3 separate regions of the Mus musculus genome follow, and all the other regions are linked to region 1. Evidence: chromatin contacts called from public HiChIP or PLAC-seq and promoter capture Hi-C data. All regions are on one chromosome and are shown on one strand. Each heading gives the region's core, a stretch centred on a gene start, on an enhancer-like site or on the middle of the called end of the contact. The rest is flanking DNA. Distances are from core to core; before and after follow the strand shown.

Region 1 (2,927 bases), core at 122-2,621:
AAAGAAGAAACTATAAAGAAGTTACAAAAGGAAAGGGATTTTTAAAATGTTACCTTCCTGGGTGTAAAAATTTAAATGTCTGTTGAAGTGATTTTTTGAGTTACTATTTTCAAGAAACTCTGAAGAACAGAGATGACATAATTGAGAAATTTTGTATACCTGGTGTTACAGCACCCTCTACAACAGAGTATATTATATGAACTTGCTTCCCGAATGTGTGACTGTACAAACTTTATGGTTTTAGCGCTTAGTTTGCTCCCTTGGCACCTGCTAGAAAGGCTACTAATCTGTCGGGTTAATGTGTCAAAACAGCAATAACAGCGAAGAGCTCTCCTGAACTCTTTAAACTATTCCAACTGTGGGCCTTAGTCACCTAGCTCTCCTTCCATATCACCTCTCCCAGTTCTAAACTCTAGTGAACTGGCCTCTTAAAAGCCTTCTGAACTCAAATGCATGCACAGGTAGGGAAAATACTGCTGTAGTGGGGGAGAAAGGTCCAGAGACAAGTGACCGCAGATCTCTGACTTCTAAGGGACATCTCACTGGCTCGCACTGTGCATCTTGATACACAATAACTCACAATAGCTAACAGTGCTCCAAGTGTATTACATCTGGACTTTTTTAAACATGAATTCTTTTAAGAGGAAAGTTATGTTCACTTTCTAGCTCTGGTGGAAACTCGTTTTCCCTTATCTAAAGGAAATACGGCATAACAGCCACAGCGTTAATTTCACAGTTCTGAGATGAACCTGGTGAGACTGTCTTGTTTTAAAAACCTATTATCATTCTTCTAATGTTTAATCCCCGATACTGCTCGTTTTCGCAACACCCCAGCTTAACAGACGTAATGGAGCAAAAGCTTTTCTCCAACACAGGCTAACGAAAGGCTACAAAGTAAAGCCTCCTCTCTGCAAAGCGGGACATGGAGGACCTCGGTCCACGCCGAGTGAAGAACCGAAGCACAGTGCCCAGAAAGGAGGAAACAAAAAAGGAGAGCCAGTGGGGCAGGAACTGTGTCGCCAGGACTTGAAAAGACGGGAAAAGGCCGGTTTCCTCCCGCGTGAGGTCCGTTCCCGCTCCAGACTCCAACCATTTCCGCTCAGGGTAACCGCAAAACCCTTCCCGCGCGGGAACTCGGTGGAGGAGGAGTCTTGGGTCCCGCCCTTCTGGCGGAGCGCATAAAGCCTACCCCGGCCGCCGCGGTGTCTCTGGAATGTTCTGAAGGGAGGAAGCGCGCCCCTCCGCAGTCCGGGGAACACTCGGCGCCAGATGGCGCTACCGCACCGAGAGCCAGAACCTGCGCCTCAAGGGAGCTGGGCTGAGACACCACCGGAAGTGAGGGCTCCGCGAGCCTCCTGGCCCGGATATCCAGCCTTCTAGCGTGTTCCCGCGCGGGGGCGGAGCTACAACCGGAACCGGACTGCGAACGCGGGGCCTCGTGGCGGAAGAGCCAGGAGGGGCCTTGGAGGCGGTAACTTCCGCTGCGCGCGCCTGGTCTGGGCGTGCACGCGAGGGGCGGGGCCTCCGCGCGGGCGCGCGAGCGCTTGCGTACTAGGAGGGCGTTGTTGCGGGAGGCATGTGCTGATTTCTCCATCTTTGATCGCTTGCAGGCCTCGCCGGGCGGACATTAAACTGGTGTCTTAGCAGGTTTTTGTCTGTTTTGTTGCTTCCCTCTCACAGGAGTTGGTTTCTGGCTGTAAATTCAGTTTCTGGAAATCTCTGGAACGTTAGCGATGTACAAGGTAGTCTCGAGCTGCTTTCTCGCCATTGATTCCCAGCCAGTGTCAGTCCTTGCATCGTTACCCACTCGAGGCTACCCGTGACAGCTAATGGCATCTAAGGATTTGGAAAGGCTTATATTACGGACTTTTAAAGCGCTTAATTTGAGCTTTACCCTTTATTTTTGTCAGGATATTGGCACTCTGCATTCTGCGGTGTGGCTTTGCACAGAACCGTTTGTTGAGGGTTTGAACGCTGCCAGGGGAAAACTCCGCCCCTTTCCCACGTTGGCTGTGTCTGATCCAAACCCATTTTTAAGTAGCTGGACAGTACTTTACCCTGGTACATGGGCTTTGTTTTTATTTTAGTTGTATCGTGAGGACTATGAACTTGTATTGCAGAAAGTATTAGTGTCCACCTTTAAATATACATAACACTTTCGGCTGAAAGACAGTTTCCCAAAGCTCCCGAGTTTCCCAGGAATGTCTTCAGCTTTTGGTAGATGCTTTTAGGAATTTCAGAGGTCCTTGCTGTCAAAGATTTAAATAAAGTCAAACATAAAAAAGTAACAAAACATGCACGCTCGCACACACACTCACAAACACACAATTTTGTGTTGGCCAGTTACTTCTGGGCATGGGGCCTTCCCAGAAGTGTGGTTGATACTCCATAGGGGAAAATTGATTTTACCTTTCCCAGTATTATCAGTTATCAGTTGTACATGCCTTTTGGTTAGGAATGGAACTTTGTAATCTCTAACCCCTAGTTTGTACTGTTTTTTTTTTTTTCCCCCTTGCTTGAACCTGTTGTGAATGAAAACTCCTGGGGGTGGGGGGCCGGGTGTGGCAGAGACTGATTAGAATTTTAGTGCTGTAGCAAAATTGGAATGTTGCAGGTCCAGAGTTTAACTACCTTATCTTAGTCTAGTTTTAGTCTCCTATGTACTCCAACTGCCATTCCTTAGTCAGCTTTGTGTCAGAACTAAAATCCCATGAGAGATTTTTAAAAAGAATGAAATCTGTTGGCTGATACTAGCTTCTACCAACCTAAAAAACAAGAAAGTCATCAGATGAGACCTGTAAGAAAACCTGCCCCATCTTCCTGAATTGCCTTTATGGTATTCCCACAGATGTGTTTTACATGTCTCGATTCATTATTTTCTCTGTTCTGTAAAACTAAAACTGCTTCCATGTAGGAGCATAAAATTT
Region 2 (2,927 bases), core at 147-2,646, 600 kb after region 1:
AAAGATTTTCTAAGTTTATTTGTAGAAGTTATCAATAATTTCAAAGAGGCTAGAAGCTGGAGAATATAATAATCAATCCGTGCAGGGCCTGGAACAGAGAGCCAGCAGCACAGGTGAAAAGTGAAGAGAAAGTCAGAAGGGAAACTGGGCAGGAGGGGAAGGCTTAGAAATAGAGGAAACAAAAAGCTCAGGAATCAAATAAAAAAGCCCAACAGAAAAAAAAAATCACACTAGACTAGACCACAGAGATCACAGAACTTCAAGAGAGCCAGTTACTAGGACAGGAAAAACTACATTCAAACACTGAAAGGAGAGAAAGTAAATAAATGATCCTGACAACTGAATAAAAAAAGAAATAAAAAGGAAAGAACATGACTGTTCCTAGGTATGGTGGAGGAGATAAGATAGTTTATTATAGGTATGTGGGAGAGCATAAACAGAGGCAGGATGTCTGGGAGAGTGCAGAGGGAACATGACCAGACTGAGGTGGGCCATGTGAAGAGGGGGCAAGAGAAAGGAGAGGGGAAAGAGCAAAAGAAGGTGCAGCAGCCAGGAGGCCAGAGGTACAAAGAGGTCCAGTAATCCAAAAGGTTGGGTTATACAGGAAAGAGCAGCCTAGCTCCCAAGGCTGGAGAGTTCATGGTAGAGGGAGGGCTGTGGCAGCCAGGAGGACTGTAACAGGTAAGGAATGAGGGATGCAAGGAGAACCTAGGGGTCAGGTCCACTTTGATATGTTAATGAGCACCTCAGCCATTTGTCCCACTGTGAAATCTAATAACAACTTCCAAGAACATGGAGCTATGAATCAAGATGCCAAACTTAAGAATCCATGCAGGAGAGGTTAATGAAATGTAAAGGCCTAGAGAATCTATTCAATAAAATTGTAGAAAACTTCCCAAACCTAACAAAATGAGCATGCCAGAACAAAGAGGTATTTATAATGGCAAATCAACGCAGGCAGTGTAAAACAAGATTGTTATTTACTGTTACAGGAGACAAACACCAACCCACAAGAGCAAACACCAAACTGCCCCCAAGAAATCCCTAACAGTCAGGAAAGCATACATTTTACTGCTAACCAGATTTCTAGATCCAGCAAAGTAATCTTTCAAAATGACCAGGACATAATTACATTCCAAAACCAGCATGAAGTAAAGCAACACTGTCACCACCCAGCTGTAGTGTTGCTATTTTCACAGAACTGAATGCTTCTCTCCTGCAGAGAAAAGGAGACTGGGGGCTCCTATGACTTAGGGAACTTATAAGGATCAAGATGCTAATCAACTTTCCCAGGCTCCATCAATCTGAAGATTTACAATCCTGAGAGCCCTCCCTCCCTGCACAAGGCTGTAAAAGCAGAGGACCCTGCAGGGGAAGTCCCCCAGTGGAGCAGGAAGCGCCCGGCCTGTAAGCTTATACGCGGTCTCCCACGCTGCTTTGTGAATCAACTGCCTTTGACTCAGTGGAGCTCCTGCAAATAACCTCTCACCCACTGGGTTACAGATAAACCAATGGCTTACCAGGTTGAACTCTCCCCCAGCTCCCATCACCAATGCCCTATCTGAGGTAAATACACAAATGTTCATGTTCCAAGGAAAAATCACATTAACACTGCAAAAAAAGGAAAAAGAAAAAGAACACCTAGAGGAACACCATGCACAGGAAAGAGATCAAGAGAGCAGAGGATACCAGTTTCATGTGAGGAAAAGATGAAGAGAGTGAAGAGAGAAGACCTGGGAAGAAATCTATCACACTCAAAATGTAAGCCCTCAAAACCACCACTACTAGCTGGGAAGAGATAAAGCAATACACAATAATCCAACAAACTAGAAAAATAACCAAAAGTTTTTAGGAATTAGCAAACCTCTCTCACTCACCAAATGCAAATTTTGTTATCTCTCCAATTAAAAGACATAGACTAGCTAATAGATAATAAACAAGACCCAGCTATCTCCTGGGTAACATGCTTCAGCGACACTCAGAGACTCGAGAGTCAAAGTCATTTACCAAACAAATGGAAGACGTTACAACCAGGCTGGCACCACTACGCAGATAATTAATAAAGCAAATGTGAAGCCAAACTTAGTCACAGAGTGTTTACAGAGACAATCACAGGCCCTAAAGCTTGACGGTGACAAAGGCATCCACTGAGAAAGGGTCAGTCAGCCTCTGCAACAAATGGCACGGGACAAACTGGATCTCCTTCCTCAGCATTTGGAAATAAAGTCTCACTCTGAATAAAAGTGGATCAGACCTTAAAGTAAGACTCTAGAAATTCTAGAGGGAAGGAAGCTTCAGGATAGAGGCATGGGCCAGGAATTTCTGAAAATAACAGCAGTAGCTCAGGAAATAATCCCAAGAATCAACAAATGGGACTACACAAAATTCAGAACCTGGTGCACAACAACAACAACAGTGACAGTGACAGTGTTCAGGGTAGAAAGTCTTAACAGCCCTGTCTGTATCTGACAGGAAATTAGGATCTTGAAGTTATAAAGTATCCCAAACTGAAAACACCAAAAAAAAAAAAAAACAAAAAAAAAACCAAAATCCACACACCCCAAATCAATCAGTAATGGACAAATTAATGGAATAGACATTTACCAAAATAAGACAAACACTTAGAAAAGTGCTCAACTTCCTTAGCCATCAGAAAAATGCAAAGTAAATGCAAGAAACTAGTGCTGTCAAGGGCAGCTGAGAAACAGAACCTTACACAGGGCTGGTGGCCATGGGGACTGGAAGGGCTGCTACAAGAATCAGTAAGCAGTTTCCTCAAAACAACAGAATGAAATTAAATTAAAACAAAAAACAAAAAACCTAAGTGGTCCTGTTGTACCAATCCTGGATATATACCAGCAGGAGTCCTAAGTATCTCCAAGTATTTGCAAATCCATGTTACTGCAGCACAATAGCCAAGATGTCCA
Region 3 (2,927 bases), core at 240-2,739, 530 kb after region 1:
TAATGAGATCTGACACCCTGTTCTGGTGCCTTTGAGGACAGCTACAGTGTACTTACGTATAATAATAAATAAACCTTTGGGCTGGAGCTAGCAGGTACTGAGCGAGTGGAGATGACCAGAGCAAGCAGAGGTCCTAAAACTTCAATTCCCAACAACCACATAAAGACTCACAACCATCTGTTCAGCTACAGTGTACCAATATACATAAAATAAATAAATAAATCTTTAAAGGTAACTGGGGCCCAGGTCCCCATGCCGCCGAAAAGGACTGATAAGCCTGTCTCACAGTATAATTTAAATATGCTCTAGCCCTGGTCTTGGGCTCTAATAAATAATAAGGTAGCCTCAGGCACTGTGGGGAGGAAGTTAGGCTTGGCTCTTCTCTACTGAACTATAAATAAATCTATTTCCTTTATCAGTATCTAAATCCTAACTTACTTTAAAATGCAGGGAACCCATACAGCATGTATCTAAGTGCTGGTAACAAGAAGACAGGAAGTCTTGGGGATTCAGTAGAGAACATCGGACCAGGAAAATCATAGAGAGGAGCTGGCTGGCTGCAGTCTGGGTATCCCATCCCATCAGTAAGAATCACTAGGTATGTGTTACTCTTCTGCAGCTATGTAAAAATTTATCCTAAAATCCAGTGACTTAGAACAACTATTTCCTTCTTCACAGTTTCTACAAGTCAGGAAGCAGGAACTTACAGTAGCCTGCTTCTTTCTGTCTTCCACCAGGTTGTGGTTGAGGAATCAGTCAGTCCTCATCTGAAGGGTCAGCTAGAGATTGTCCACACCAAGTGCCATCACACTTACCTCCAAGTCTCCTCAGAGGAACTCTGCTTCCTGACTTTCTCAGTCAGGGTCCACTTGCCCTGGTGGGCTGGGCCTTCCTATATTAATTAACAAGAAAGTGCTCCGCACATGTCCACAGACTAATCTGATGGATATAGTTCCTCAATTGAGATTCCTTCTTGCTAGGCATGTCTAAGTCTGTGTCAAGTTGGATAGAAAAGAAAACAAACAACAACTATATATATATATATATATGTGTGTGTGTGTATGTATGTATGTATACACACACACACACATCCCAGCCCATGCGCAAGGCTTCCTAAGTTGAACAGGGCCAACAGAGTCTTGAAGAAATGTGTAACTTAGGGAGTGAAGACAAATTCATAAATAACTTTCTTGAGGCCGAAAAGCAGAAGAGATGGAAGTAAAAACTGCATAGACTGGAGAGGCAGCCTCCCGTGGGAAGCTAGGGTGGTATAACTCTGAAGGCTGGTCTGTTTGTTTACTCTTGTCAATGTGTAGTTCTGGCCTTGGGTCCCCGAGCTTTTGATGTGGCTCTGGTTTGTCTCCAAGCCACGTCACACAGTCAGATGCTGCAAACCTCTTGGCTTTAGAGAGCTTCCTTGTACTCCTGTGGGGCCTCCATGGGACCCTGTGCAGGAGGACTGTGTCTATAGACGGCGAGCTTCCCCTGTAGAAGGCGAGCTTCCCCTCGGGCAGCGGAAGCAGCTGAAACACAGGGTACAGCAGATCACCAGAGCTGCAACCCTGCCTTTGAAGTACACTGCGTCTTCTGGTCTTTAGCTCTTAGACACAAATGCCTTCGAAGAGCGGGTAGTACATTTTCTCAATGGCCAAGCGATTCCTTCATTGGAAGGAGGCATCGGAAGGTACTCAAATCATTCTGGGATAAATCTTTCCAAATCGAACCAGATGAGACTCAACAAAATCATGGCAGCTTTTAAAGCCCGCCCCAGAGGTCAACCACATCAGGCGCCTGAGCTCAGATTTGCTCACAAAGCTTCTGGAAGGGAAGTTGCCAGAACACCAACTGCGCGGAGGGGGGGGGGGGCGGGGGGCAAGCTTCCTGCCTTTTTCTGGCCCCTAGCCCCTAAAAAGAACCACACCCACCAAGGGACAGACTTCTCCTGAGGAAAAGAAAGTGATTTGCTGCAGGGGTGAAGTCTGAGAACATGCAGATAAGGAAGGAGGGAGGAGCAAGCTGGAGGGACTGCCATAGGACAGTCCCCAGCACTGGCAGCCTGGAGCTCTCTAAGGACCTTTGCATAATGCACTGCTGGGAGGGACAGCAAGAAAAACTGGCAAAGAGCCAGAACCCCAGTTAACTGCTCATTTGTAGTAACTCTGGACCCCAGGGCAACTACTTGATTCCAAGTGGCTTACAACCTTCATTAGTAAGACTGTGTCATAGAAGAGAAAGAAAATCCAAACCGGAAAAGCTGGGACTGGGGATTAGACCTCAGTCTCCCCTTTTCTCTTAATACCCAGGACCCTGGTGCACTCAAATCTGTCTCTAGGACGGGAGCCATCCCTGTGGCCAAGCTCTGCCCCCCACGTGCCTATGGTATGTGCCCTGCAAAACCTGGACTTGAACTACACAGGGTAGACAGGGCTCAGAAGTTTGCATAAAATGATCACGGAAATATACCTGAAGTGCAGACTTTTAAGACCCACCACAGGCCCAGAGAATCAAATCCTGCCTTGGAGAAGGCCTTCTGGAGGAGCCATACGCCCCTTAAGGTGTGTGGCTATAATTTGTCCTTAGGAGTTTATCCACAGATCTTTCCTAAAGTGCTACTGTGTGACAAGAGTGCCTACTATGTGACACTGAATCAACAACACCAGGAAAACAGATGAAGTCTCAAAGAGTACAGCTCATATGGGGCCTGGAGCATTACTTGGCCACTTCCTTTTAAATACTTTTTTGAAAAAGAGCTTATTTTCTTTCCCAGCTCCATTTCCTGCCTTCCAGGTGGCTCGGTTACTGTGATTGTCTCCAGGCAAATAGTTGGTACAGGCTGTCAGGCTGGGGACACTCTGCCCTTTTCTCAGCTGCTGGTGTGTGGTGGACACTGTGGGGCTTCTAGGCTGTGCCGTCAGAACTGCACAGTG

The links. Promoter capture Hi-C pulls out the DNA fragments that hold promoters and counts their contacts. HiChIP or PLAC-seq counts read pairs in DNA pulled down with a chosen protein or histone mark.
Region 2: a contact with region 1 is called in an H3K27ac HiChIP or PLAC-seq map of stem cell-derived stembryo, with 7 times the contacts expected there. The contact joins the enhancer-like site here to the promoter of 1700028E10Rik in region 1. A contact is called at or near these places in 13 of 39 promoter capture datasets (the 3T3-L1 cell line, 3T3-L1-derived adipocytes, the C10 cell line and 9 more), 2 of 15 datasets of contacts at CTCF or cohesin (large pre-B cells and pro-B cells), 12 of 484 Hi-C or Micro-C datasets (the G1E-ER4 cell line, Th1 cells, cerebellar granule neurons and 8 more) and 14 of 115 datasets of contacts at active chromatin or transcription factors (the NIH/3T3 cell line, T-cell acute lymphoblastic leukemia, astrocytes and 11 more).
Region 3: a contact with region 1 is called in a promoter capture Hi-C map of stem cell-derived epiblast-like cells, with 2.9 times the contacts expected there. The contact joins the enhancer-like site here to the promoter of 1700028E10Rik in region 1. A contact is called at or near these places in 9 of 39 promoter capture datasets (3T3-L1-derived adipocytes, the C10 cell line, cranial neural crest and 5 more), 4 of 484 Hi-C or Micro-C datasets (the HL-1 cell line, cortical neurons and uterus) and 12 of 115 datasets of contacts at active chromatin or transcription factors (T-cell acute lymphoblastic leukemia, bone marrow-derived macrophages, cardiomyocytes and 9 more).

Annotation. Positions count from the first base shown.
Region 1 is chr5:151,367,119-151,370,045 of GRCm38.p6, reverse strand. It overlaps 1700028E10Rik (RIKEN cDNA 1700028E10 gene), which reads right to left and starts at 1,371. Exons shown (of 4, transcript NR_045700.1): 1 at 1,190-1,371. It also overlaps a transcript of Stard13 not described here.
Region 2 is chr5:150,771,045-150,773,971 of GRCm38.p6, reverse strand. The region is part of intron 19 of Pds5b (PDS5 cohesin associated factor B); the gene reads right to left. Among named protein-coding and RNA genes, the nearest start is that of Gm36447, 42 kb to the left of the region's middle. Within about 2 kb of position 1,396, at least 40 of the 459 cell types and tissues checked have an H3K27ac peak or open chromatin away from gene starts, as enhancers often do. A contact at or near this core is called in T-cell acute lymphoblastic leukemia, Th1 cells, nephron progenitors and 3 more, where this site is marked.
Region 3 is chr5:150,839,328-150,842,254 of GRCm38.p6, reverse strand. The region is part of intron 1 of Gm36447 (a long non-coding RNA gene); the gene reads right to left. Among named protein-coding and RNA genes, the nearest start is that of Gm36447, 26 kb to the right of the region's middle. Within about 2 kb of position 1,489, at least 117 of the 459 cell types and tissues checked have an H3K27ac peak or open chromatin away from gene starts, as enhancers often do. A contact at or near this core is called in embryonic limb bud, embryonic stem cells, fibro-adipogenic progenitors and 4 more, where this site is marked.